6 separate regions of the Mus musculus genome follow, and regions 2, 3, 4, 5 and 6 are each linked to region 1. The links are chromatin contacts, called in public ChIA-PET, HiChIP or PLAC-seq and promoter capture Hi-C maps. All regions are on one chromosome and are shown on one strand. The core of a region is the stretch at or near the end of the contact, and the rest is flanking DNA. Distances in the headings are between cores, read along the strand shown. Region 1 holds the start of Nfkbia (nuclear factor of kappa light polypeptide gene enhancer in B cells inhibitor, alpha). Region 2 holds the start of Mbip (MAP3K12 binding inhibitory protein 1). Region 3 has its middle 27 kb from the start of Cfl2. Region 4 overlaps Baz1a (bromodomain adjacent to zinc finger domain 1A). Region 5 holds the start of Cfl2 (cofilin 2, muscle). Region 6 holds the start of Sptssa (serine palmitoyltransferase, small subunit A).

What was found. Promoter capture Hi-C pulls out the DNA fragments that hold promoters and counts their contacts. ChIA-PET counts read pairs in DNA pulled down with a chosen protein or histone mark. HiChIP or PLAC-seq counts read pairs in DNA pulled down with a chosen protein or histone mark.
Region 2: a contact with region 1 is called in a promoter capture Hi-C map of pre-B cells, with 3 times the contacts expected there. The contact joins the promoter of Mbip here to the promoter of Nfkbia in region 1. A contact is called at or near these places in 3 of 39 promoter capture datasets (liver, maxillary cranial neural crest and pre-B cells) and 1 of 115 datasets of contacts at active chromatin or transcription factors (extraembryonic endoderm stem cells).
Region 3: a contact with region 1 is called in an H3K4me3 HiChIP or PLAC-seq map of stem cell-derived neural progenitor cells, with 6 times the contacts expected there. The contact joins the enhancer-like site here to the promoter of Nfkbia in region 1. A contact is called at or near these places in 19 of 39 promoter capture datasets (the 3T3-L1 cell line, 3T3-L1-derived adipocytes, the C10 cell line and 11 more), 1 of 15 datasets of contacts at CTCF or cohesin (embryonic stem cells), 11 of 484 Hi-C or Micro-C datasets (the G1E-ER4 cell line, the N1E-115 cell line, cranial neural crest and 4 more), 7 of 115 datasets of contacts at active chromatin or transcription factors (bone marrow-derived dendritic cells, bone marrow-derived macrophages, embryonic basal ganglia and 3 more) and 1 of 9 other capture datasets (embryonic stem cells).
Region 4: an RNA polymerase II ChIA-PET map of memory CD8 T cells shows a contact between it and region 1, with 10 read pairs. The contact joins the enhancer-like site here to the promoter of Nfkbia in region 1. A contact is called at or near these places in 4 of 39 promoter capture datasets (the C10 cell line, cranial neural crest, embryonic stem cells and 1 more), 2 of 484 Hi-C or Micro-C datasets (B cells and embryonic stem cells), 1 of 115 datasets of contacts at active chromatin or transcription factors (memory CD8 T cells) and 1 of 9 other capture datasets (liver).
Region 5: an H3K4me3 HiChIP or PLAC-seq map of stem cell-derived neural progenitor cells shows a contact between it and region 1, with 5 times the contacts expected there. The contact joins the promoter of Cfl2 here to the promoter of Nfkbia in region 1. A contact is called at or near these places in 9 of 39 promoter capture datasets (the C10 cell line, the HPC-7 cell line, cranial neural crest and 5 more), 6 of 484 Hi-C or Micro-C datasets (CD8 T cells, the G1E-ER4 cell line, cardiomyocytes and 2 more), 12 of 115 datasets of contacts at active chromatin or transcription factors (astrocytes, embryonic basal ganglia, embryonic limb bud and 6 more) and 1 of 9 other capture datasets (liver).
Region 6: a contact with region 1 is called in an RNA polymerase II ChIA-PET map of memory CD8 T cells, with 15 read pairs. The contact joins the promoter of Sptssa here to the promoter of Nfkbia in region 1. A contact is called at or near these places in 3 of 39 promoter capture datasets (hematopoietic stem and progenitor cells, liver and pre-B cells), 1 of 115 datasets of contacts at active chromatin or transcription factors (memory CD8 T cells) and 1 of 9 other capture datasets (adipose tissue).

The regions. Positions count from the first base shown.
Region 1 is chr12:55,489,623-55,494,015 of GRCm38.p6, forward strand. Nfkbia (nuclear factor of kappa light polypeptide gene enhancer in B cells inhibitor, alpha) reads right to left here and starts at 3,025. Exons shown (of 6, transcript NM_010907.2): 1 at 2,678-3,025; 2 at 2,048-2,156; 3 at 1,498-1,708; 4 at 1,149-1,237; 5 at 784-1,044; 6 at 1-347. The coding sequence starts at 2,904. The coding sequence ends at 300. It overlaps Gm36634 (a long non-coding RNA gene), which reads left to right and starts at 3,673. Exons shown (of 3, transcript XR_381610.3): 1 at 3,673-4,393.
Region 2 is chr12:56,343,138-56,347,764 of GRCm38.p6, forward strand. Mbip (MAP3K12 binding inhibitory protein 1) reads right to left here and starts at 2,757. Exons shown (of 9, transcript NM_145442.2): 1 at 2,535-2,757. The coding sequence starts at 2,663.
Region 3 is chr12:54,833,222-54,837,843 of GRCm38.p6, forward strand. No RefSeq gene overlaps it. Among named protein-coding and RNA genes, the nearest start is that of Cfl2, 27 kb to the right of the region's middle. Within about 2 kb of position 1,905, at least 263 of the 459 cell types and tissues checked have an H3K27ac peak or open chromatin away from gene starts, as enhancers often do. A contact at or near this core is called in the G1E-ER4 cell line, the HPC-7 cell line, the N1E-115 cell line and 7 more, where this site is marked.
Region 4 is chr12:54,954,585-54,959,002 of GRCm38.p6, forward strand. Baz1a (bromodomain adjacent to zinc finger domain 1A) reads right to left here. Exons shown (of 27, transcript NM_013815.2): 4 at 114-257. Among named protein-coding and RNA genes, the nearest start is that of Gm51983, 15 kb to the right of the region's middle. Within about 2 kb of position 2,592, at least 26 of the 459 cell types and tissues checked have an H3K27ac peak or open chromatin away from gene starts, as enhancers often do. A contact at or near this core is called in memory CD8 T cells, where this site is marked.
Region 5 is chr12:54,861,549-54,865,984 of GRCm38.p6, forward strand. It overlaps Cfl2 (cofilin 2, muscle), which reads right to left and starts at 1,329. Exons shown (of 4, transcript NM_007688.2): 1 at 1,196-1,329; 2 at 1-285. The coding sequence starts at 1,198.
Region 6 is chr12:54,653,255-54,658,312 of GRCm38.p6, forward strand. Sptssa (serine palmitoyltransferase, small subunit A) reads right to left here and starts at 3,318. Exons shown (of 2, transcript NM_134054.2): 1 at 3,118-3,318. The coding sequence starts at 3,229.

The DNA of each region.
Region 1 (4,393 bases), core at 1,775-4,274:
ATAAAACGTGGTCCTTTCATTAGGTTCTGGAAAATCACCTCCCCCCCCCCCAAAAAAAATCCCACAAACATGAACCTTAAGAGACATTTTCTTTGAATTTCAGTGATCTGTTTCCCCGGATTTCACAAAGACAACAGCCGAATCACCCCAGTAAAATGCCTGGGTCTAGGCGCTGTGTGGTGTGGTGCTAAGTATACCCTTTCTCATTTTTTTTCTTTTTCTTTTTTTTTTTTTTTTTAGAAAAATAAAACTCTATTTGTACAAATATACAAGTCCACATTCTTTTTGCCACTTTCCACTTATAATGTCAGACGCTGGCCTCCAAACACACAGTCATCATAGGGCAGCTAAAACAAGAGAGGGGAAAAAGACATATTAAATTCCTAGAACTTCACCAAGACATTGGGATAAGGGGAGAGCTGCTGCTGAAATAACTCCTATTCTTGGGCTCTTTTTCTCCTTAACCCAAATAGAACAAGGGCACCAGGCTGTAGGAGTTTCCCTTACCTATTCTTTCCTTAAAAAAAAAAAAAGTCTAAGCTATTGAGGGGGTGGAGCTTAATGGTTGAACGTGTGCTTATCACCATGTGCTAAGGCCTGGGTTCAATTTCTAGAATTCCCTCATTCCTCAACCCAAAAGGGTAAGCTCTTAAAACAAACCAGAGACAAATTCTTGGGATCCTGGCTTTGCAAGCCGAGTCTGAGAAGTTAAACAACTGAAATCCCTCTGATCCAAAGCAGCCCTAGAACAGCCGTCAGCGTGCTGAGGGGAGGAACACTCACCTCATCCTCTGTGAATTCTGACTCCGTGTCATAGCTCTCCTCATCCTCGCTCTCGGGTAGCATCTGGAGATTTTCCAGGGTCAGCTGGCCCAGCTGCTGCTGTATCCGGGTACTTGGGCGGCCCCAGGTAAGCTGGTAGGGGGAGTAGCCTTGGTAGGTTACCCTGTTGACATCAGCCCCACATTTCAACAAGAGCGAAACCAGGTCAGGATTCTGCAGGTCCACCGCAAGGTGGAGGGCTGTCCGGCCATTGCAGGGCTCCTGAAACCAAAAGCAATCAGGCGTTAGTTTACGGCTGCATCTGGAAACCTGCTCACCATCAGAGCCAGCCCAACAGAGATTAGGTGGAAGGGAGATGTACTCACCTGAGCGTTGACATCAGCACCCAAAGTCACCAAGTGCTCCACGATGGCCAGGTAGCCGTGGATAGAGGCTAGGTGCAGACACGTGTGGCCTGGAGGAGGAAGACAAAAACTGTAACTACGTGTTTCAATCCTCACACAACTCATGTCTATTGTCTTGAGGACAACCACAAACATCATCAGTTTTGAAGAACTCAGAATCTGGGTTCTGAGTGAATATCATATAGGCATCGAGGAGAAAACTTTTTAAAAAGATCACAGTGTCTGAACTTTGTATACGTTCGGAGTTTAAGACTCAAGTGGCCCCATCTCTCTCCCTCCTCTGCATCCTTGGATGGACTGGCAGACCTACCATTGTAGTTGGTGGCCTGCAGGACGGAGTGGAGATGCTGGGGTGTGCAGGTCTGCGTCAAGACTGCTACACTGGCCAGGCAGCCCTGCTCACAGGCAAGATGTAGAGGGGTATTTCCTCGAAAGTCTCGGAGCTCAGGATCACAGCCAGCTTTCAGAAGTGCCTCAGCAATTCCTGGCTGGTTGGTGATCACAGCCAAGTGGAGTGGAGTCTACAAATGGAAGAGGAAACAGAAAGGGATAAGCCATGGAGCAAACCCATAGTCTTGAGTTTCCTGAACCCCAGACACCTCCCGCTATGGAATCTGATCCTCCCATTTGTCTCTTAGGAGATCAGGCAAACAGGAGGCCCTAGGTGGGTCATAAAGACCTCACTAAACCCAAGGGATTTTTCTTCTGGTTCTAAGACGTTGGCTGATTTGAATGCAAAAGGCCAAGGCAGATAAGAACTAAGTGACTATTAATTTAGAAACGCTTTGGGGGCGACCGTGCTACATCTGACTCCACCAAGGGGTCAAAGAGGGCACCCGCGGGGCAAGCAAGCAGCGCACCTGCTGCAGGTTGTTCTGGAAGTTGAGGAAGGCCAGGTCTCCCTTCACCTGACCAATGACTTCCATGGTCAGCGGCTTCTCTTCGTGGATGATTGCCAAGTGCAGGAACCTGAGGGATGACAGGGAAACCCCCCGAGGGGTGGTGAGCACACTGCGTGGGGGGGGGGGAGGCGCGGGCTGGAGGTGGGGTTGGAGGGGGGATTGCGCAAGGCCGGGGTTTCTGGAGGCCGCGGCCGCGGTGTTTTCCGCGAGGTTATTATGAGCTGAGTGTTCCTGGCAGCCGCCCAGGGACTTTCCGTGCCCCACCCCCTCCGGGCGGGCGCCGGCCAGACCGGCCCGCCCTCCGCCGCCCGGAACGCCCTGTACTTCCCCTCGCGGCCGCGCGGCGCCCGGCGGCTGCGCGCCACCGCTGCCAGGCCGGGACTTTGCGTCCTCGCCGCCGCTGCCGCCCCGCCCCCCCCGGCCTGCGCTCGGCGACTCCGGGTCCGGGGACAGGGGAGGAGGGGGAGGGGGGAAGACAGGCGGCCCGCCGCAGCCCCGGCGCCCCGCAACCCCGGCGCCCTCGCCGTGCAGAACCCCGAGCGCGCTGCAGGCCCCGCGCGACCCCCACCGGTGCCCGGCGCCACTTACGAGTCTCCGTCCTCCGTGAGCTGCTGCTTCCAGGGCTCGGCGGCCAGCGGCGCCTCCTGCGGCTGCAGGCGGATCTCCCGCAGCTCCTTCACCATTTGCTCGTACTCCTCGTCCTTCATGGAGTCCAGGCCGCTGTCGTGGCGATCGTCCACCAAGCGCTCCTTCTTGAGGCCATCCCGCGGGCCCTCCATGGCCCAGTCCTGGCCGTGCCCAGCTGGCTGAAACATGGCTGTGCGGGGCTGAGCGGGTGCAGGCTGCAGGCTGCTGGCGGCTGGCTGGCGAGGTCTGACTGTTGTGGGCTCGGCAGCGCCGCCGCGGCGCCCTATAAACGCTGGCAGGGGATTTCTCAGGGGCGGGGTCAGGCGCGGGGAATTTCCAAGCCAGTCAGACTAGAAAAAGAACTGGCTCGTCCTCCACTGAGAAGCCTAAACCCAGGGCCGGGGTTCATCGGAGAAACTCCCTGCGATGAGCCACTGGGGTCATGCACAGGGAACTTTTTGATGAGCCCTGAGTGGCTGGAAAGTCCTCCCGACCAGGCCCCCTCCCTCTAGGTACTTCCCTGCAGCCTGCACTCAGTAACCCCAGCCCTCTGCAAGAACCCTTCTTTCCCTGGGGTTTCCCACCGGGCGATTTTGGTTTGGGGTCCCAAGCTGCGCAGCTTCCAAGGACGCAGACCTGCTAGGCTGTTCCTCTTAGCGATTTGCCAGTTTGCAGGTCTTTTCCGGTTTTTGATCTTTTTGAAAACCCAAGAGTGGAAACGCTGGCTAGGTGCAGGGATTCGCTTCTCCTAAATTTCTGCGACGACGGACATATGAGTGGTTCCGGGGCCGGCTGTGTTTTGTCTGTTCCAGGCCCTTTGCAATGCAGGGACATTTGGCTGTCCTTCACTCCTACTCCATGAAGCTGTAAAAACTTTGGCATTAAAACAAACAAAACCACCACCACCACCAACAAAAACCAAGAGCTTGGAGAACCCCTAGATTATTTCCTAGGGGTCAATAATCTTGCCCCCCCCCCCGGGGGAGGGGCAAATCCTAGCTCCGTATGGGAACCACATTTTTCCCCAAGTAATGCAAGCTGTTAATCTTAGTAGAAGTTGTAGTTTCCTTGCAACCGCAACTGTTGCGTTCTTGCTGTCGGAGTTAACTTGTTGCAGAGAATGAAGCCGGAGCTTATTGTGAATGCCTAGCAGAGCAATTGACTTAGTGCCCTAGCCAAGGCTGGCCTCTCAAACATAGCTAAAAAAGTAACTGTGAGGTATCCTGCAGGAGGCTCAAGATAGTCCTAACACAGACCCCATCTGAAACCTGCTGCTTCTATCAGCTTCCTTGCTCCCAAGGGACCGCGGCATTATGGGTAGCTGCTCCCCCAAGAAAGGGATTTGGGCCTGTGAGCCTCTAGTTTAACCGGCAAAAGTACAAATGTTACTTCCACCCCACCCCTACTTAGGGAAAATTAAAGCAACGTGGATCAGAGTTTGTCAGACCAGATCCAGGAGGCCTCTCTAGTTCTGCATAGATTTCTGGTGAGATGTGAATGATCTTTTTCTTAATGAGCCTTATGTCAGCTTTCCTCTCTTTGGAATTCCAGCGCCTCCCCCTGAGTATGCATGTGAAGACACTGAGGGAAAAGATTCAAAATCCAGGAAAAACCAAAAAGCCTCCAGACAGTAAGGGCCAGGTTAAAGTTAAAACTTCCTCAGCGAATTCTCCTTTT
Region 2 (4,627 bases), core at 1,507-4,006, 850 kb after region 1:
AACTTTAGAGGGAGAAGCTTCCACCTGTACATTTGACTGAGTATAAGGGAATCACTATAAACTTTGCTAGACACAATTCAAGTGGAAACAAGTCAATTGTACTTATTTTGCAATAATAATTTATTAAAAATTATGTCATATTTTCTACAAAGTAAAGATGCATGTTTCATGAGCTCAAATACAAATTTAAAGAGCTGTAAGAATAAAAAACCAAGACATGTGCTGATGGATTACTTTCATATTCAATAATAAATGCAGTTATCTTAGTAATCTTATCGTCAAATCTTAACTTAGTGTAAGTTTACCTATGTCAGTATAGCCTATGTAAAATTTCATATTTCTTTATGTTTGCCAAATGTGGACTTAGATGCCCCTGGTCTTAGGCAGTAGGTTTCTGTATCCACTATTTATACAGTAGAGTGCTTAACATAGGAACCTGAGATCTCTTTGGTTCCATGGACAATTCATGTCTTGTTTTTTTATTTTTACAGTTCATTATTCTTGCCACAGTCAACTATAGAGCTCTTGGCAGATTTATGTTTGGGGAATAAGCAGGCAAACCTTAAACCAAAGCAAAGCATCACCCTTTCTAGAGAAAATAATTATAGGAAAGAAATCTTAATATTTGGATCATATTCTCATGTCAGTATGGAAGCTTTCAAAGGCAACTGGAGACACTTGATCTTTTATGGAAACCAAACAGTAAGGTGACAAATTAACTTAAAAATGGCCCCCAAATAATCCAATTATTCATTCAGCAAATTCCCCAGTAACATATGGATTCTATGAATTTTTATCCCATAATCCTTGGGACAGTAATCAGGCGTTCAAATTTTTCTATTAACACACTATTAACACTGACTACTCAGTCATGTATGTTCAGTAGAAACACATTAGTTGCATTTGAAGGAAAAATGCTTTTTAACAATTCAGTTTTACACTTTCTATCGAAAAGCGCTAATAATTCAATGATATTTAAGGTGAACTTAGACATATTACAATTTACATCTTAAAAGTCCCTTTAATTTGTTGCGAAAGGACACATTCCGCAGGGGCAACTTTATAAGTGTGGATGGCTTTCATCCTTAATCACGCATCTCAAAATACATATTACTAAAATAGCATTTAATTAATTTTTTAAAAAATCTTATATTTGACACTTGTTAAAGGACCCTTTACTGTTACAAAAACTTCATTTTCTCTACACATTTTTGGCAAGTGGCATAAGTTAAGTTTAATCATTTTTCCATTTGAACCTTTGAGATAAATTTATATAATTAAAAAACTCAGTATGCAAAATTTAGATATTTTATAATTCAAATAATTTATCAATGTAAATTATTTTGCAATTTCTAAGCATAATATTTGAGAAGATTTTTCTCATCTTGACATTAGAAATATAAATGAATAAATCTTTAAGTTCCAAATCCACGCCAAAAAGTTCTCTAACTTTTAAACTATTTAAAGATCTGAGATGTTACTACTGAAATATTAATAAGGAAAGTGCTTAAGACTTTGTAAGAATTTTTTTCCTAATTGCTTATCAAGCAACTGAGTTTAATTTTTTTTAACTTTTCGAAGTCCAGTAACACCAAACAGAATGTACAACTCAAGTAGTTTGCCAGTCAGAATAAACTTACTAAGGTTTTCCAACTAAGGATTTTAAAAATAATCCTCACAAATCAGGTAAATGTCCTATTCTCACTGGTGGTACCACTGCCCTTGACATAAATGTGTGCTGTGTCCATTTCAAGCACTATAACCAGTCCCCAAACAAATTAGGAAACATGTTTGACACAAAACTCTTCTAAAAGCAGGCAAACATACTTTTGTTCCTTATTTAAACATTGCCTCATTTACATCACGACTATCTAGTAAAGTGTAACCTAGTTTTTAAAATCCAGGTTTACTGTGACATTTTCTGTAAAGAGCAATTAGCTAAGCTACACGACAGTCGTAATGTAGTTAGAAGTGGCCACACATAACTCATCCAACAATTCACACTAAAATTTAGGTATACTACAAATGAAATTGTGGAAATCCTTATATATCCCTCCCCGTTTAAAAGAGTAAGAGATGCAATAAATGGCAAGAGAAACAAAAAACAGAAAAACAAACAAATAAACAAAAAACCCCAGAGTAAATCACCCCCCAAGGAGTGGGGATGGCGCTAGGAAAAGTTTCAGGCCATATTAACCAGTGAGTTTCTGCGATAAATACACTGGAGGCAAAAGGACCGTGATCGCCAGGAACCTCCTTCACCCTCATCACCTTTTAGGCATCTTTTGGGCAAGCTTTCGTCGCCAGGACCCCAGTTTTCTCCAGACCTTGGCCATCAAGCGTGCCGCTGGCATCTCCCGGTCCCAGGAGCTGGGCCCAGGGTCTTCCGGGTGTCACAGCCCGGCCACGGCACACCAGCGGCACACACCGTGCCAGCGGGGCTCCGCGACCCCCGCCTCCGAGAGAACTAAGGGGACAAGGACCGGGATGCTCTCCCTCCCCACCCACCCCTTCCCCGCCGCACCCCCACTTACCTGTCTTGTCAGGGTGTGCAAGGAGCGAAAGACTTCGCAGAGGACCTCGCGGGTGAGGAGGGGGCTGGAGCATTGCTCCAGGCTCCTCTCGCTGCCGCTTGAGGAACTAAGCTCCGCAGCAGCAGCCATGACACCTTCAAAGCAGCCCCCCAACCACCGCGAACAGCGCTCACCCCACCCCTCCCTCGCGGACTTCGTCGCACTGAGATGACGTAAAACTAGAGCGTCTCACTTAGAGCTTGAGGATAGGCCCCACCCTCTGTGTGTGACAGACACACAGGAAGACCAATCAAGAGCAAGGATAGCTGTGCTCCGAGGGAACTTGTGTATGTGAAGCTGGACCTTCTGTCTGGTGGTGTTTTCTGTGGTCCACCTTGGTTTAGAAACCTACTTGGCTCTTAGATGCTCCCTGTGAATGTTGGCAGAGCCTTACTCTTAAGTGTTAGAATTTGAGTCCCGCTATTAAAATTTAAAATGTTAACAGTCGAGTTGTCTTGGAAAAAGATTGCGGGTTAGTGATGGAGCAGTGCTTTACAATTTTCTAATTACTAGAAACTTGACCCAGGATGATCGTTACTGGATAGAACATTTTCATCTCTATAAGACTGTTTGATATGAGGAATTTAAAAAGAACACAAGGGCTACATTATGCTTCTTTTTCCTACCATAGAACGACATTGATGACTACACCTGCAAAATAGTTTATGTCAAAGTTCTGACATGCAACGGGTTCTCAGTGCAATCACTGGACACTTGACCTTAAAATTGTTTCAATATAAATCCAATAGAAATATAAACCAGCCGGGCAGTGGTGGCGCACGCCTTTAATCCTAGCACTTGGGAGGCAGAGGCAGGCGGATTTCGAGGCCAGCCTTGTCTACAGAGTGAGTTCCAGGACAGCCAGGGCTACACAGAGAAACCCTGCCTCAAAACAAAACAACAAGAAAGAAAAGGAAGAAAGAAAGAAAGAAAGAAAGAAAGAAAGAAAGAAAGAAAGAAAGAAAGAAAGAAAGAAGGAAAGAAAGAAAGAAAAGACCAATTTATTCCATGTAACCACACTCTTTAAAATTAGGATATAAAACTAAATCGACTCTTGTTGGGTATTATTAGATAGCTTTATTTTAGCGAAAAAAGTTATAATTTTATAATGTAGAGTTCTATTAATTTTTTTTTCCTTTGAGACAGGGTTTCTCTGTATAACCCTGGCTGTCCTGGAACTCACTCTGTAGACCAAGCTGGCCTCAAACTCAGAAATCTGCCTGCCTCTGCCTCCCGGATGCTGGGATTAAAGGCATGCTCCACCATGCCTGGCTCTATTAAATTTTTAAAACAAGCTTAAAAGATAAAGGACAAAAGAATTAAAACTCTGGCGGCAGTGGCTCAGGCCTTTAATCCCAAAGCACTAGGGAGGTAGAGGCAGGTAAATCCCTTATGAGGCCAGCCTGGTCTACAAAGTGAGTTCCAGGACAGCAAGGGCTACACAAAGAAACCAAAGCTCGAAAAGCAAGCAGGCAAGCAAGCAAGCAAACAAACGATTTAAAACTCTTCTTCATGATAGTTGAGTGCATTTAACATACAGGAAGTGGAAGTATGAAGTTAATGGGTAGTCTATCCTTAGAGAGCAGACTGAATAAAGGAAGAAATAAGGAATTAAGGGACACTAGGATAAGGAGAGTAAAAATGAAAGAACTCCTTTTACCTGTCTAAGGAGCCTTTTACTCACTTATATCCAGAGACTTCTGGTATTATCAGACTTAACAGGATCTTGAGAAAGCTGGTCTGTTTCCTTGTTAGCAGAAAGATGTAAACTTAGGTTTGACAATACAATCTTCACAAGATTCAAGCACCCTCTCATTCAAGTCACTCATATCTGTAATAGAAGTTCACGATTCATCGCAATGTTAACACACTTTGTCTCTGAGTTTCTGGTTAATGGGTGACAATTGTAATGTGGAGTCTAAGAGTCCTTGTTCTGTACCAAGTAATGAAATCAGATTTTTTTTAAAAAACTAAGTAGAAGACTTTTTATCACACATTTGGGAATGATTAAGGTGCTGCACGCTGTTTTCTTTGTGGTGACTGCAAGTACTCCT
Region 3 (4,622 bases), core at 655-3,154, 660 kb before region 1:
ATGGCTCCAGCCCTCAGTCTAGTTGTTCTTTGTTTTGTTTTTTTTTTTAAGATTTATTTATTCATTATATATGAGTCTTCTGTAGCTGTCTTCAGACACACCAGAAGAGGGCATCAGATCTTGTTATGGATGATTGTGAGCCATCATGTGGTTGCTGGGATTTGAACTCAGGACCTTCAGAAGAGCAGTCAGTGCTCTTAACCACTGAGCCATCTCTCCAGCTCCCTCAATCTAGTTTTTTTTTTTTTTTTTAATGCAATTCTCCCGAGGAGTGGAGCATCCCTAAGGCATTTAGTGTGTTCTTTGAATCAGTTAGTTAACTGTACAGGTTTCCAAGCTATAACATAAGCACAGTTAACAGGGGTTGTTTTTCAAGACAGTGTTTCTCTGTGTAGCCCTGGCTGTCCTGGAACTCACTTTGTAGACCAGGCTGGCCTTGAACTCAGAAATCCGCCTGCCTCTGCCTCCTGAGTGCTGGGATTAAAGGCATGCGCCACCACGCCTGGCGTTAACAGGGTTTCTAAATCCTAAATACTCTTCTGAACTGAACTCCTGCATACATCTGTTGGTTTCTCCGTTCCTCTAGTTAACTCTACACTACTACTTGTGTTCCACTGTCATAGCCTGAGCAGCACGGTGGGGGCACAGGCACACCCCTTTACCTTCTATAACAGGGTGTGCATGGGATTATCACTTTCCCTGCAAACATCCAGAAATAGAACTTCGTTAAAAATAAGTCAGTATGTGCTTCTGATGTACCCAAGTCCACATGGAGGAGGACGGGAAGCTACTAACCACTGGGTTCCTCCCGGTGTGACTTGCTGGTGTTCTGCACACCTGGTCTCATTTCACAGCTCTGTGATGGTGTCTACTCACGGCTGGGAGACTAGAGCTGTCTGAGGGAGAGCAGCTAGTTAGAGGCACGGGCAGGGAGAAGCAATCCCAGAGATGACTGGCTCTCGTATCATCTCCCTGGAACTGGCCTGATCTATATTCAGACACTTGGCCACGATTTTCCTTAGCGCTCCCCAGGGGTGTGTCCACAGTGGGATTCATGCTTAGTGACTCCTGACTTTTCCTCTTGGAATCTGCCTTTTGTGCAAAAGCCAGTGAGATGGTAATGTTGGATTTGCATCTTCTATAGGGGCAGGGGGCTAGGAGAGGGAGACTGAACAAGGGTAGTGATGGAAGATTGGCTGTGTACACTTCTGTAAGTTAGAAATATTTTCTGGTTATTATTCATGTGTAACCTTTTTAGTAAGGAAGGGGAAAAGGGAATTTCTAGACAACTATTTGGAAATAATGTACAGCTACACTGCAGTATATATTCTATTTTCAACTACATATGCACACTCAAACTGTTATATATATTTAAGAAATTATATATGATTATATATGTATATATATTATGTTCTTTCTATATATAAATAGAAAGAACATAAAACTGAATGGGGGGGACAAGTTAGGGGAGGGATATTATGGTCAAAATAGATTCTATGGCATGTTAAAAAAAAAAAGACAATGGTGGCAAAACCCACCCCCAGTCAGCTACTCTGTCTTGTATAATTTGTTTTGAAAGAATTCATTATTAAATAAGATTTGAAGTTTAAAAAGATTTTATCTTTGATATATATACGATTAAGGATGCTTTTGAGAGGAAAGCTAGGATCAGCACTGCAGTGTGTGGGTATTTGCTGTTCTTTGTCCCTTGTACCCCACACAGAAACACAAACACAAGCTTCTCATTGTTGCCTCTAAGCAGCTGATGACTAAGGGGCTGACTAAGTCATCCTGAGTGGCTGAAACCCTGTTCCCAGTCACTTGACACCATGTAGGGAATACTATGTTGGAAATGTGCAGCTGTTCAAGCCTCCGCCCCGCCCCCACTGGAAAGCCCCGCCCTTGGGGAGCAGGAGCGGTCAATTCTTCTTTACAGGAAACGTTGCCAGTGAACAGCTCTCCCCTTAACCTACGGGGGAAGCACACGTCTCCCTTTTCCGTAACTGTAGCAAGACTGTTTTCATAATTAATTGGAGGCGAAATGCAGTGCTGGGGGTTGGTTTCTTAGCAGTGATAATCTCGCCATGATGAGTCACTTCTCTGAGGAGAAGAGCTCACTGCAGAGAACATGGCAGTGACGCTCACACACTTCTTATGCTCATGCTGCCTCTAAGCTTGAACTACAGCCCCCACACAGTGAAGGGTCTGGCTTTTGCTGTTGCTTGTTTGGTTTTGAGATAGGATCTCATGTAGCCCAGGCTGAACTCGAACGCATGATGTAACCAAAGGATGACTTTAAACTCTCGACCTGCACCGCCACAGTTGATTTCATTCAATGCTTCCCAACCTGATTAAAGTTGATAAATTGAGTGGATGTGCTGTGGTCATTTGTTCAGCAACATGTTCATTGACTGAACAGCAACATGTTTTCTTATGTTTATTTGTGTTCATGTTTGCGGGTATGCATGTGTCATGGCACATGTGTGGAAGTCAGAAGACAACTTGTGCCAGTCAGTCCTGCCTTTTATCATATGGGTTCCAGGGGTCAAACTCAGGCCATGAGGGTTGGAGGCAAGCACTCTTATCTGCTCTGCTGAGCAAATGTGCTCATGGAATTTCTTTTTTTTTTTTTTTTTTTTTTTTTTCGAGACAGGGTTTCCCTGTATAGCCCTGACTGTCCTGAAACTCACTCTGTAGACCAGGCTGGCCTCGAACTCAGAAAAAATCTGCCTGCCTCTGCCTCCCAAGTGCTGAGATTAAAGGTGTGCACCACCACGCCCGGCTGTCTTTTTTTTTTTTTTTTTTTTTTTTTTGAAGTATTAGTTTGAATTACGTGTATAGGGAGGTGTATACATGTGAGTCTTGGTGACCATGGGAGTCAGATCATCTGGAGATGGAGTTATAGGTGCTGGCTATGGGTGATAAGGACAGAACTCTGGTCCTCTGCAAGAGTAGTACATATTTTTAATCACTCCAGCTCCCTAGTTTTTAATATGTACAGAAATGTATTCTATACCGCAAGCTTCCTGCGAGTGGCCATGTGTTGCTTTCGGAGTTGGCTAACTTAGCGGTTCCATTTTGACACGGACACAGATTCTTTCCACTTGTTCCCTACCACCCTGACTGAATTGGCGTTACTCCCAGCTTGTCTCTTCGTGGGCCCCTTCTCTTCCTGATGAAGATTCTTGAATCCCTGCCCCTGGCTCCCAGCTCCAGTGCCCGCTCAGGTCTTCCTCAAAGGCGGCTTGTCTCAGGCGTGATGAGGGCCGGGGCTTGGCTCCTCAGCTGACCTCTGCTCAATCCTCCAGTTTATCTGACTCCAGCTCCGCCCCTAGCTCTTCTAGCTCCATCTTAAGAATTACTCCACATGGGAGCGAAAAGCCACTAGCAGCTTGGGAGTAGGGTTTGTTGCTGTCTCATTATCTGGTCCAACCTTCCTTCCTCCCCCCTGGGAAGCCCTGCCCGCCTTGATCTTCCTGGGACTGCAGCGGGATCAGCTGCTCCGTTCCCAGATGCATCCCAGAGTTCAGACTCACTCATGCGCACAAGTGTCTCTTCTGGGGATAGTCACCCACTGCGGGGATCCCCGGTCACATCTCTACTGGTGGCTTTTTACCTTTTTAAATTATTTTTAGTTTCTTTTGTGTGTATGAGAGATTTTCCTGCCTGTGTGTGCACCAGGTACACACCTGGAGCCCTCAGAAGCTAAAAGAGGCCATTAGTTATAGATGGGTTACAAGCTACTTGGTGGGCACTGGCAATTGATAAGTAAGTCTAGAGCCAAAGAGCAGAAAGAAACTAAATGTCACTTTGCATTTAACTATCTTCACCATCTTATCCGCATATGACTTACTTATTTACTTTCTTGGCGTTTGTTTGTTTTTGTTTGAAACTTTTTTTTTTTTTTTCTGTGTAGCCTGGCTGTCCTACAAGTTGCTCTGAAGCCCAGCCCAGGCCATCTTAGGTTTGTATTTTGTTTTTTTGTTTGTTTGTTTGTTTGTTTTGTTTTTTTGAGACAGAGTTTTTCTGTGTAACAGAGCCCTGGCTGTCCTGGACTTGGTTTGTAGACCAGACTGGCTTTGAACCCACAGAGATCTATCTGCCTGCCTCTACCTCCTGATGGCTGGGATTAAAGCAGGCTATCTTTCTTTACCTTAAAAGGTCCCATCTCCCAGTCTTATCACCTAGATAGCCTGTCACTACTTAGATTCGGGTGTGTCCTAAATGGAATGCTGTTTCTCTGGTCTGCCAGCACCTGTCACTATGTATGTCTATGGTATTAACACATATTACTGGATGTACTTATTGGTCAAAGCTAAGAGCTGAGTAGAGCTACATTCAGCACAAACTGCCTTCTCCATTTCTGTAAACACTTGTCTAAAAAATGGTGACTCTGGAGATGAAGACAGGAGGAGCCTGAGTCTGAGGCCAGCCCGATTGTATGAAGAGAACTTACCTAAAAAGCAATTGATGCTGATAACAAATTGCTGGGACCTGCACTTACATATGACCTCATTTACATATGACCTCCACTGAAGTAAATAAAAATGAATAGGAAGGCCACTCGCCTAGCTCCAAAGACTGGAAGGCTCAACTTCAGAAGTGACTATAGGAGACGTGAT
Region 4 (4,418 bases), core at 1,342-3,841, 540 kb before region 1:
TAATTTAAGGATCGTATACCACAGTATGACTAGAAAAGGAAAGGCAGGAAAGAAAGTTTATATTTCAATTGACTATCACCAATCTGGTAGCTAAAGTACAAACTACTCCTCACCCATGGTGAAAAGAGCTGCTTTGTGTTTCCGAGTCGTCACTGTCGCTGATGACAATCGTCTCTCCATCAGCACTGCTCAGGTGTCCGTTAGCAAAACCATTCTGATGTAATGGAGGGAGGACTTCCAAGATTCTACACTGCAGCCTGAAACAAATAATCACAAAATGCAAGTCATGTCAGATGAGTACCATGTCTAGTTGTAACAGGGTCTAAAAGAGACACAGCTTACTAGCAAGATAACCCAAATTCATTCATAAGCTACACAGTCTATGTTTTGAAGGCTATGGCTAACTAAACAATTCAATTAAAAAGATAATATGACATCTAATTTTAAAATTCAGTTGGTACAGTGCCTGCCAGCTGGGCCTGCCACACTGGGCTCGCCCCCAGTTATTGCACATAGTAACAGAAACAAAAGAGCATGATTTCCTGCTGTTTCCAGAGTCAGTGGGATTGGAGGGCAGACTAGCCCTCCATGCTGGCAGGTATAGCCTAATTAGCCTCTCCCCATATCACACTTAACAGAAAGGCAGGGAAACAGTAACTCACTTTCTTGCTGGGGCCCCTTACTCTATCCCGAAGAAGAAAGCTCCGAGATCTCTGGGCTCAGGTCCTGCAGCACCCTTCCCACTGTTCTCGGGCAAGTAGGCCTTCAGCTTCAGAGTGACAACCGCACCCTCAGCCCCCTGATTCTGCCTTCAGATACAAACTGCAACGCTCTGCTCCCAGCCCTGGTAACCCACTTCTCAGATAGCCAAGTGTGAGAACTATGCTTTCAGAACCTACAAGCCAATTCTCTTACATCTTCTTCTCTCTCCACCATCCACAAATATATTTTCTATCTGGAGAACTGTGATTAATACAATTATTTATCTTTTTAAATCTAGTGGGGCTAAGTTGTCTTTTAGGAATTGTATTTGAGACAATTTCAATATATATATGAGGCTAGCCTCAAACTTTTGATTCTTCTGTTTCAGTGTCTGGAGTACTTGGGCACATGCAATGTGCCACCAAACCCAGTCAATTATACTCTTAACTAAAGTAACTGCTTAGAAAAAAAATTAAAGCTGGGCGTGGTGGCACACGCCTTTAATCCCAGCACTTGGGAGGCAGAGGCAGGTGGATTTCTGAGTTCGAGGCCAGCCTGGTCTACAGAGTGAGTTCCAGGACAGCCAGAGCTACACAGAGAAACCCTGTCTCGAAAAAACCAAAAAAAAAAAAAAAAAAAGAAAAAAAATTAAATATCAACCAGGGGGGGTGATGGCATATGTCTTTAACCCCAGCTCTTGGGGGCAGAGGCAGGCAGATCTCTGTGACTTTGTGGCCAGCACGGTAAACATTGTCTTAAGAGAGCCAGGGCTACATAGAGAAGCCCTGTGTCAAAAAAAATCAAAAAAATTTTAAAATGAAAGAAAAATCAAGTATTTGTATATGTCATCACCCAGAATGAGTCCTATAGTTCTTCAAAAGTCAATATCTTAAATTCTGTAAGTCTCTTGACCAAATTTTTATTTTTTATCATAAATCTGGAGATTTTCTTTTTAATATCTGGAAATTTTTTCTATTCCCTAATTCTGTAACCACCATTCTGGCATTCCCTTAATTAAAACAAAACAATAACAAACCCCCAAACAAAAAACCTATTATTATAATTGTTATTTTAGAATGCTGGGGTTCATCTCACATGTATTGTACTATAAGACACATTCCCAGTCCTAGTTTGGCTTCCTTTTACTCTGCACAGAACTTCTGGATTGTATGGGACCAATTTCTGACTCCTTTACTAATTAAAATACTACTTAATCCCACTACTATTGTGTCAACTTTCAGTGACAGAAAAAAAATTGTCACTTGCTTTTTTCATAATCCCTCGAGCTCCAACTTCACTTCTAGTATTGAAATCAATCTACACATACAAACCACACACACCACACACACATTAAAAAAGACAAACCATTTCTCAGGTGGCCAGATGTCTACATTGGATAAAATTTCTTCCCCTTTCTGAATTCAACCTTGTATCCCCATGGCATAAGGAAAGAATCTATTCCTGGGAGCTGTCCACTGACCCCATATGTGCGCACACATACACACACACACACACACACACACACACACACACACACACACACACACGCACAATGTGAACATCGAGGCTCGTGCCCATGATCGCATCTCTAGGAAAGCTGAAGCACAAGAAGGGTGAGTTTAATGGCAGCATGAGCTATATACAGATAATCTGTCTCAAAAGGAACTGGACATGATTCATATAATATAGATGAATCTTGAAAACATTATGCTAAATGAAAAGGCCAGGCACCAAATAAAACAAAATATAAGAGTTTATATTAGTTTCTAGAACAAGAAAACTCACAGAGAAAGGAACCAGATGAGTGGATGCCAGGAAGCTAGGGGTGGGGTGGGGGTGGGAGTAGGGGTGGAAGTGGGGTAGTGGAAACCGGTACTGATTGCGACCTCACACAGGTTTCCTTCTGGGTGTTGAAAGTTTTCTAAAATTAGACTGGGTGATGGTTGTACAGCAGTATGTCTTAAAGGCACATTTAACAATGTAACATCTCAGATAGGCTAGTTTTATGAAAAGTAAAATATATATCCAAGCTACTAAAACACTGACAGTTGGGACTAGAGAGATGGGTCAGTGGTTAAGAGCCCTTGCTGTTCTTCTAAAGGATTGGGGTTCAGTTCCTAGCACTCACAGGTCACAACCATCTGTAAAATGGTGCACAGATAGAAATGTAGGCAAAACACTCATAAAATAAATGAAAAATAAATAACAAGAGCCTAGATGCCTAGAGAAAGGCCATGCAGAGAGTCCTCAGTGCACACGGTTCTGAGTTGGTTCCTTTTCCCATCATTGCTTTGCTTTTACACATTGAAGAGGTTTGAACAGGGCTCTCGAGTCACCCTGGATACCCATCGGGTCTGATGTGGAGCCTGACAGCTCGAGCACGAGGCCCTGACCTTGCAGACTCAGGTTTCAGTGTTGCTCCTCAGACCCTCTGCAGGGACCGGGAGGAGCTCTGTGTCCCCACGTTTGCAGATCATCTGCAGATCCGTGGGCAACAGCAAGAGCCAGCGCTGGTGGGATCTCATCCACATTCGTGTGCAGCTCTCAGACAATCAAGGGGAGTCCCGGTAAGAATAGACATATACATCTCTAGCAATGAGCCAATTCCCTGTTCTCTGAAGAAAATGGAAGGTTCATGTTAAAATGTTAGAGACTGTGCTATTCATTTGCATATCTCGTTCAATGAACAAGGCTGTGCATGGGATGGGGTGTGTGTGTGAGTGAGTGTATCTGAATTCACAGGACTATTCATTTGCCAGCTCTTCTCCTGGGGGGGATTATTATATATGGCGGGGAGGAAGAAGCTGGCTCACAGGTTAACAGTGCACACTGCTCTTACGGTAGACCTGAGTTCAGTTCCTAGCACTGACATCAGCGGGCTCACAGGTGCCTGTAACTCAAGCTCCAGTGGAATCTGACATCTCTGTCCTCTACTGACACCCGAATTCATGTACACAAACCCACATGCACATATGGAATTTAAAATAATAACTATAAATCTAAAATCAATCAATCAATCTTTTTAAAGGGCTGGAGAGGTCAGCAGTTAAGAGCATTCACTGCTCTGGCAGAGGACCTGATTGCAATCCCAGCACCCACATCAGGAGGCTCACAGCTGCCTGTATTTCCTGCTCTAAGGAGATCCAACACCTCAGGCATCTAATCCATGTGCACACACGCTCACCCAGATATGCACACATAATTCTTTTAAAAATTCAAAATCATAATCACTGAGCCATCTCAATATTTAAGGGCAGTTGCTGCTCCTGCAGAGGACTAAGGCTCAGTTCCCGGGTCCACATTTCGGCTTCCAATACCACTGCCCATGCACACATAGAGTGCCCACACACACATTCAGCAGTCACGCAAAAAACATAAAAGTGAGTCTTTTAAATGGTTGAAGGATAGAAAATACTTCCTAACTCATTCTAGAAAACCTGAGATAGAATAAATACATGAAGAGTTCTTACAACTGAAAGAAAAATGAACTTTTAAAAAATTAGTAGGTCTGAGTAGACACTTCTCAAAGCTATAAATGGCAAAGAGCATAAAAAGATGCTCTTCTCATCTGTAAAGCACAGAATCAAAACCACAGCAAGTAACAGACCATATCCAGTGAGGTGGCATGTCTCTCAAAAGCAAAATTTTACATTTAACGAGTACTGGTAAGGCTGTAGAGAGATAAGAACTGATGCAGACTGTGGAGAGAATATTTA
Region 5 (4,436 bases), core at 79-2,578, 630 kb before region 1:
TTTCTTAGACTCTTTTGTTTCGTACGTGGCATCGTACAAAGCATATCGGCAATCATTCAGAGGCAACAACTTCACAAAAGATGTGTAGGGGTCCTCTACAGTGTCACCAATGTCACCCACCAAGATCTGCTTGGCTTCCTCTACAATTATTTGTCTTTTGTCATCGCTCAAACAGAAGAGAACTGCTTTCTTTCTTTTTTTGATCTCCTCCTGTGTAGAAGATTTTCTTACTTTCATATCATTAAAAACTTTGATGACTTCATCATTCACTGTAACTCCAGATGCCTGAAAACAAACAAAGGGTGGGAATTTAGAATAAGGATTTCGGTTTTAACCAAAATCATAGACTTCAGTCTGGCCAGAGTATTAAAAAACTGCACCAAACAACGTAAGCAGTCCTATTAGGTCTGTCAATTTTAAATATCAGAAGAAGATACGGGTAAAATGTCTAACTCATACTGCTCATTCATCCTTCTTAAAGGAGTACGGAGAGAACCGCTAACGGGAGGTGGGAAGGGACAAATACAGTTGAGCCATGCCTGAAATGTTTCCTATTTCACTGGGTGATGTCAGAGCTTCAGGAGCAGCAGCAAAAATACCTTCTGTATTGTGTCAACTCTGCAGGCCTTAAAAAAAAACACTCCAGGATTTCAGTTAACGCTTCTACTATTTTTTTTTTCTTTCTTTAAAGCCGTCTTAGCCACGGCTGCTTCCACATAAGGAAAGAGAATCAAGTGTAAACTCCAACCCGCTGCGGCTACAGCGATTACGCCCCACCGCCCATTGGCAGCCGCTTTGAAACTAACAGATCCCGTGAAAAGGCTCCCTACGGCGAGAAAAGCGTTTTAAAATAGGTTTCTACCTGTTCAATCTCCTCGGAACGGCGTTATGGCCGGCCTCCTAGACCCTCACCCAGAGGCTGCTGGCCACGTACCAACCTTACAGCGCGCGAGTTAAAAACCTTAAGCCGCGCAGGGCAGAGCAACACGCGGGGGCCCTGGCCCAAGGAGCGACCCTCTCGCGCCGGGCCTGCGCCGGGCCCTCCCGCCTCGGGACTCGGAGCGGCCGCAGGGCCTCGAGCCCTCGGCCCGCAGCGCCGAAGCGCCCACCGCACAGGCCCAGGCAGGGTTAAGATGGCGGCCGCGCGGGGATCCGCGCCGCGCCCAGCATTCCCCCGCCGGCGCGCCCACCTTACCATAGTGCCCGCGGCTGAAGTGGCTGCGGCGGCGGTGGCTCGGACTCCGGCTCGGTGGCACTGGGACGAGAAGAAGGAGGGGTCGGCGGCGGGCAGCAGAGAGTGCAGGGCACGCCGGGAGCTGCAGCCGGGCGGGCGGGCGGCGGGCTGGAGGGCCGCAGGGCGGGCGGGGCGGGGGCGGTCACGTGGTCAGGCCCCGCCCCCGCCGCTGTCCTCCGCCTGACCCCGGAGCTCCAGAACCGCTAGCAGAACCACGCGCAGCGGCGGCGGGAGCCCCGATGCTGACAGGGATGGTCGTAGCGACCAATCCGGGTTCAACGCTCGAGCGGTTCGCGGGCTCCTGGCGCTGCTCTGGGGGGTTGTGACGTGAGGAAACGGGGTGTGGTGGTCGGGTAGAGAGCTCTTTGCTTCATTCACTTGCGCTTTCCACGGAAAGGGTCCGGATTGTAACCTTTCGGGACCCCTTTGGAAAGCCCCGACTTTGAATGAATCGTTAAGATCTTATTCTTCTTTGTGTGTTTGAATTGAGACAGGATCTCGTTTGGAGTCTTTTGCGGGTCTCTTGATTCATGAAGTAACTGCAGATGACCTTGAACGGATCCCGCCTCCATCCTGCAGGTGTTGGGATTACAGGCAAGCACCACCTCCCTGGGTTTAGACCCCTCTTATTACTAAAAGGAGAACGAACACTATAAATATTACCTTAGTGATTGAAGTACTAAGCAAAGGCAGAATGAGAAGCAGGAATGTTGGCTTATACCTGGAATTCTGCAAGAAGAGGGTGAGGTCACAAAAAGTCTCTGGAGATACCTTGGACAGAATTATAATCCAAGTAAAACCAGAAACTGCTCAAGTTACGTTTCTTTTCCCCTGTAAATGGGATGTATTGAGATTACTAGAAAAATAAATGTTTATATGTGGAGAGAAAAGGGCCTGACACATTTGATTTGGTAATTGTGTTGAAATCGTGTGTGTGTGTGTGTGTGTGTGTGAGAGAGAGAGAGAGAGAGTGTGTGTGTGTGTGTGTGTGTGTGTGTGTGTGTGTGTGTGAATAGGTGTGCTGTGGGAGTCATTTCTCCTCTACCGTGTGGGCCCTGGGAATTAAACTTAAGTCATCGAGCTTGGTGGTACCCTATCCCCATGTCAGGCAGCACACAGGCAGTCGTCACCTGTGAGCTCAGCTCCATGGACCCTGACTCCCTCTCCTAACCTTCACAAACACCTGCACATGTGCACACACATAAAAAATAAATGTAAAAAATCCTTTTGTTTTTACTCAGTGTACATGTAGGTGTATCTGTGTGAAGGTCTGCTATGTGTGTGTGGGTGCCCTTAGTAGCCAGAAGATGTTTGATCACTGGAGCTAGAGTTGCAAGAGTGGCAGACCATTGTGAGCTGCCTGAGCTGCCTGTTGTGGGTGCTCCGGTCCACTCTACTTTCTCAGGCCCACAGATTTATTATTATACATAAGTACACTGTAGCTGACTTCAGACACACCAGAAGAGGGCATCAGATATCCTTATAGGTGGTTGTGAGCCACCTTGTAGTTGCTGGGATTTAAACTCAGGACCTTTGGAAGAGCAGTCAGTGTTCTTAACTACTGAGCCATCTCTCCAGCCCTAGTTTGTTCTTAAGAGTGAGTGCTTCTTGAGCATGGAGAAAGGATTGTGGGAGGGGGTGACTTGGAGGTGGGCAATGAGCAGAATGTAAAGTGAATAAGTAAAAAAATAAATAGTAAAATAAAAAAAAAATTGCCGGGCAGTGGTGGCGCATGCCTTTAATCCCAGCACTGGGGAGGCAGAGGCAGGCGGATTTCTGAGTTCGAGGCCAGCCTGGTCTACAGAGTGAGTTCCACGACAGCCAGGGCTATACAGGAATTCACTCAAAAAAAAAAAACAAACAAACAAACAAAAACAAAAAAATTGGAGCTGAGACAAAAGGATGGACCATCTAGAGACTGCCATATCCAGGGATCCATCCCATAATCAGCCTCCAAACGCTGACACCATTGCATACACTAGCAAGATTGTGCGGATAGGACCCTGATATAGCTGTCTCTAGTGAGACTACGCCAGGGCCTAGCAAACACATAAGTGGATGCTCACAGTCAGCTATTGGATGGATCACAGGACCCCCAATGGAGGAGCTAGAGAAAATACCCAAGGAGCTAAAGGGATCTGCAACCCTATAGGTGGAACAACATTATGAACTAACCAGTACCCGGGAGCTCTTGACTCTAGCTGCATATGTATCAAAAGATGGCCTAGTCAGCCATCACTGGAAAGAGAGGCCCATTGGACTTGCAAACTTTATATGCCCTAGTACAGGGGAACGCCAGGGCCAAAAAGTGGGAGTGGGTGGGTAGGGGGTGGGGGGAGGGTATGGGGGACTTTTGGGATAGCATTGGAAATGTAAATGAGGAAAATACCTAATTAAAAAAAAAAGAGTGCTTGCTTTTAGGAATTGTATAATGAAGTCCCATGTAGGACAGCTGGCATCAACTAAACAAGCCAAGAGTAGAAACCTGCTATTCTGGTAAAGCCTATTGCTGACCCAATGTAACTTGTCCTTTCAATATTTATTTATTTATTTGTCTATTTGTCTATTTATCTATTTATCTATTTATCTATTTATCTATTTATTTATTTATTTATTTATTTATTTATTTATTTGAGACAGGGTCTCACTATATGTGTAGGACTGACTGGCCTGAATTTGCTATGCAGACCAGGTTAGCCTACAGAGATCTGCCTGCCTCTGTGTCCTGAGTTCTGGGATTAAAGGTGTGCTGGCCTATTTTATTAGTAGTTAACATTATGACTTACACATCTCACGTGTCGTTATCATCTCCCTCTGCCTTCTGCCTTTGCTGTGCTGAAGCTGTTTGCCTCGTGTGGTCTATTTGCCAGTTATTGGTATTATTTCCCGAGGTATTGGAGTCCTTTTTAGAGAATCATTGCCTAGACCTATATCTTGAAATACTTTTCCTGTATTTTCCTCTAGCAGTCTCAAAGTTTGGAGTCTCACACGAAGGTTTTAGATCCATCTTAAATTTGTGGGTCCATGTAGAGTGAGACCATTCTCCTTTTTTTTTTTTTTTGTGGAAATCCAGTTTCCTGAGATCATTTGCTTAACAACCTTCCCCCCAAAGTATTTCAAGTTCTTTTAATTGAGATTTGATAGATTTTTATTTTATATGTATGAATTGTTTGTATCATATCTGTGCACCATGGAGGTCAGA
Region 6 (5,058 bases), core at 2,068-4,567, 840 kb before region 1:
TCATTCCAACAAATACTCTGTCTGGTAGCTTGGAAACTCAGCTTTTAATGATTAAAGATGAACACCTCTATTCTTTAAAAAAAAAAAAAATCCAGGAGATAGTAGTGATGCACACTACTTTAATCCCAGCAGAGGCAGTCAAATTTTCCAAGTTCAAGGCTAGCTTGGTCTACAGAGAAAGTTCTAGGACAGCCAGAGATATAAAGAGAAACTCTGTATTGAAAAACCAGAAAAAAAAATTTGGCCCAGGTGTGGTAACCTGTCTTTCTTTAATCCCAGCACTCAGGAAGCAGAGGTAGGTGGATCTCTGACTTTGAAGCTATGCAATGAGACCCAGGTCAGGCAGGGCTATGTGGTTGAAATCCTGTCTCCAAAAAAATAGGGAAAAAAAAAGAAGAAGAAGAAGAATCTTGGTTTCTCTCAGACAAGCCATAAATATCACAGCACTCAAGGCTTAACAAGGCCCTCCTCAGTCACTGCTACTAACAAATGGTATCACAAGCTGAAGCACTGTGGGACACAGACCAGACCTTAGGCATTGTCTTCCTTATCTTACACAGGAGTACAGCTAGTAGGTAGTCTAACATTCTCTCTCTTTCTTTGTTTCTAGTTATTTATTTTATACATCTGAGTGCACTGTAGTTGTCTTCAGACACACCAGAAGAGGGCACCAGATCCCATTACAGTTGGTTGTGAGCCACCATGTGGTTGCTGGGAATTGAACTCAGGACCCCTGGGAGAGAGCAGTCAGTGCTCTTAACCCCTGAGCCATCTTACCAGCCCTGTATTCTAACATTCTCAATTCAAAGGTAGTGCAAAACAAACCAAAGCTTAGGAACTGGGAGCTGAGGAGACAATCTCCCAGGAAGCTAAGAGAGTTATTAAGACCATCAGAGATCTTTCCCTGGGCTACTAGGTCTTGCCATTCCCCGCCTCACTCTCTCTCCTCTTCCTCAATCTCATAACTGTACATTTCCCGGGGACACAAAGAACCTCTAACACAGCAAACAACGGCATAATAACTAACCTGGGTAATGTTTTCATTCAGATAACAGACATCTGGCACAGCACCAAGCCCTGTCTCCAAAAGGAAACAGTAATTCTATCAGCACCTTTGGTGGGGGTGGCTTGGTTTGGTTCTGTGTTTTCTGAGGAACAGGGTTTCATGAAGCCAACGCTGCCCTCAAACCTACATGTAGCTGAAGCTAGCCTTTAACTGCTGATGCTCCTGAAGCTACCTCCCCAAGTACTAGAATTACAGGCAAGCATGCACCACCACACCTAGCCATGCCCACAACTATTTGAACAGAAGAACAGAAAAAGGCACTTTTTCAAACAAAAATTCCCCCCCCCCCCTTGGAAACAGGGTTTCTCTGTGTAGCCTTGGTTGTCCTGGAACTCTTTCTGTAGACCAAGCTGTCCTCAAACTCAGAGATCGGTGTGCTTCTGCTGCCAGAGTGCTGGGTTTAGAGATGTGAGCCACTGCCATCTGGCCCCGGGTCAGTATTTCTATTACAATATAGCCAGAGAAATCTTAACACTGTTGCCACTGTAGCATTTATCCACATGCCAACAAATGTTTCAAAGCTTACAGGTCTAAACTGAGTTCTACTGTTACCCTAACCTAAAGAGTTTCACTTCACCCCAACACTGTTTCTTTGCCTGCCTGCCTGGCTTCCTTTTCCTTTGAGTTTTGCTATGTAACCCTGGCTTGCCTGGTAGTAGCTATGTATTATGTACCTCAGGCAGCCTTGAACTCCCAGCATTCCTCTTGAATCAGCTCTCTGAGCATGGTAATCAGTCATGAACCATCACAGCTGGCTTTCATTATTATTATTTAATGGGGCTTTGTCAACATTAATTGTAGTAAGATAATTATCAGTCAAGATTAACTGCTACCCAGCCTGGTCTACAGAATGAGTTCCAGGACATCCAGGGGTACACAGAGAAACCGTGTTTTGAATTAATTAATGAATTAATCAAAAGATTACCTGCTACTATTGAAAAGTTCCAATTAGGCATAAATTTAAATATAGATGTTATCTGACCTACAAAATCCAAAGAGCAAACTGAAGCTACAAATAAACGATTCGGAAAATCAGGCTTTCTTAATCCGGAGCCCCAAATATACATTCTGGTTATTAAACTTTAGGTTAGGAAATAATTGCTCACAGTAATAGTCTTGCAAGACGCTAAAATTTTTCAAGAGTCAGCTCCAAATAACCTCATGCTATTTCCACACCAGCACCCTTGAAAAAGCTTGCAAAGAAGCTCTACCTCAGTCCTAGGAACGCGTTTGTGAAGTTGTTCCTAACAAAGCTAAACCACAAGAAGCTGAGCGGATGAAATAAGCATGTGATGTGGTATATTCTTTTTATATTAAGGAAAGGAGAAGTGGAGCGTTAAAAGAATGAATTGCTAGTATTTCGTCGACACGGAAATCAGAGGATAGCGGCATAGACATTGGGCGAAAACAAACATCAGGCTTCACAACCTTGAGCTATTCGCTGGAGCTGTTAAAATTAGGCAAGATAACATACACACAAAGTGCTCAGCAAAGTCATCACTCAACAATTCTTAACCGGTGATAAACTAAACAACAAAGCACAGTTTGAAACCCCAGCAAAGTCTTTTCTGGGCACAGCTTGTACCTATGATGCAAAGAAGTCATAAATATAACACACTTTTAAAACTGCCATTTTGAAGCCCAAAAGGCCTTTCAGTAACTTACAAACTGCTTTCCAAAACTGTGTGGGAGTGTCAAGACCACGTACTCACAACCTGGTGAACTGGTTAGAGTTCTATCGCTCCAAATCAGGAATAGCTAAGGGTTAAAGACGCCCAAGCCCGGAGCGATTTGCAGCAACCCTGCCTCAAAGAATACTGAAGGATCAAAAGCAGGCGCGGCCGAAGCGGGACAAGGAAGCACCAGGGGAGACGTCGCCCTCCCGACTGCTTGCAGAAATCAGGATGCCTCCACCTTGGGCAGGGGAATTGCGTACAAGACCCGGATCTCCGCGGTTCCACCTCCCTTGACCCCAAGACACCCCCCCACCCCCTTCCAACCCGGCGCGCGCACCCCTCCACGCCCCAGCCAGGCCAGGACACACAGGATACTGAACACGGTTCGCTCCCAGGGCTCCAGCATGTAGAGCGCAGTGACCAGCAGGTACTGGTAGTAGAACCAGGACATCTGCTTCCATGCTCGCGCCAGCGCCATGCCCGCCATGCGCCTCCCGCGGTGTAGCAGCGTCAGGCGGGCCCGCGGCCCGCTCACCTCCTAAAGCCCCAGGCCTTGGGGCCCGCCCGCCACCACCCTGCGCCCATTGGTCCTGCCGAGCCTGCGCGTCACCGTGTACGCCCAACCCCGCGCGCACCCGAGCGGCCACCGCCGGCTCCTCCTGGCTTGCGCTTATTGGCCAAGCGGCCACTTCGTGTGCTCCTGTCCCGCCCCGCGCCTCGCCCGGAGCGAGCTCCCCAGCCCTGGGAAACGGTCTGGGTTTAAGTGCTAGTTCTGCATCTCCACGCGCACGCATGGCGGTTGCAAGACCGGCTTCAGTCCCCACTGGTGTCCATGCGAGATGGTGCCCTTAAGAGGCCGGATCCTTCAGACCAGCCCAGAAGGATTCCTTTAGAAACCAGTGTATGTAATCTCTCTCCTACCTCATGAATCCCTTCTGGGCCAAGAGATGATAGGGCTGGGTGAGAATGCTACTAAAGAGTCGGGCATGCAAATAAACAGTGCCTTGTGCAAGAGGGAATGCGGGGGTCAAAGAGAATGTGGATGCCAAATGACACCCAGCCAAGAAGATGTTGAAAACTGTAGAAGTAATATGTTCATCAGCTCTTCCCTTCCTCCGAGCACATGCGTGAAAACAGACCTATCTAGGATGCGCGCGCGAGTACACACACACACAACACACACACACACACACGCACTAGTATTCCCTAACCTAAAGACAAAAGAATTGGCCATAGACAGTTGCCAATATTTCTATGACTACACTTAGAAAACAACCATGTAGGTCACAATCAAGAGAAGTGCACTTGATCTAGTGGGTTCTAAAGACAGCTTGAGGTCAGCATGTGATCTGTCTCCTAAAGATTCACTCCTATGACCTGCAGCAGTACCGGCTGTATTCCACTCCTCTAAAGCCCATGCACTGTGTGCTTGTGAAATGACATAATTAAGTAGCCTGCAACTCACATGTCTAAAAGTTTCAAACCTGCTGCTTTAAGCTTTAAAACCTTTCCAGGTTGACAGGTATTAACTTAAATTCCTTATGCTCCTTACGAGCAAAGACCTTACAAACAACAATAGACTTGAGATCTGCTTTCACAAGGTGCCTAGTCATTTTATTTTATTTTATTTCGTCTTGTAGGTTACAGAACATCACGGAGGGAAGCCAAGCCAGGAACTCCAGGCAGGAGATTGAAGCAGAAACCACAGAGGAATACTGCTTAGGAGCATGCTCTTTCTGGCTTGCTCAACTTGCTTTCTTAAACGGCCCAGACCCCACTTGCCTAGCAATGGCACTGCCCACAGTAGGGAGGACACGCCCACCATAGACCAATCTCATGTTCCTCAGCTAAGGTTCCCTCTTCCCAAGTGATTCTAGTTTTTTGTGGAAATGAAAAACAAAAACAAAAATAACTTAACCAATATACAGGACCTCACTATGTAGTATAGGCTGGCCTCGATCTCAAAGTAATTCACCTTTCTCAGACTCCTTCGAGCTACGATTACAGGTATGCACCAACCACACCGAGCCTGGACTCATCTTTCAGACACATGATGGTAAGAAGTAAGCTCAGAAACCAAGCTGGATCTGAGCTGGAAGTTTCCTTCTTGCTAGATATCTCCTCCCCACGGCCCCCTTCCAGACAGGGTTTCTTTGTGTGGCCTTGGTTGTCCTAGAACTTGCTCTGGACACCAGCTTAATCAGTCTCAACCAGGCTAACCTCAGACTCACAGAGTGCCAGAATTAAAGGTGTGCACCACCCTTCCCTGGCTGCTGACTACCTTTCATTGTGCCAAAAGATATAAACTGCTGAGGG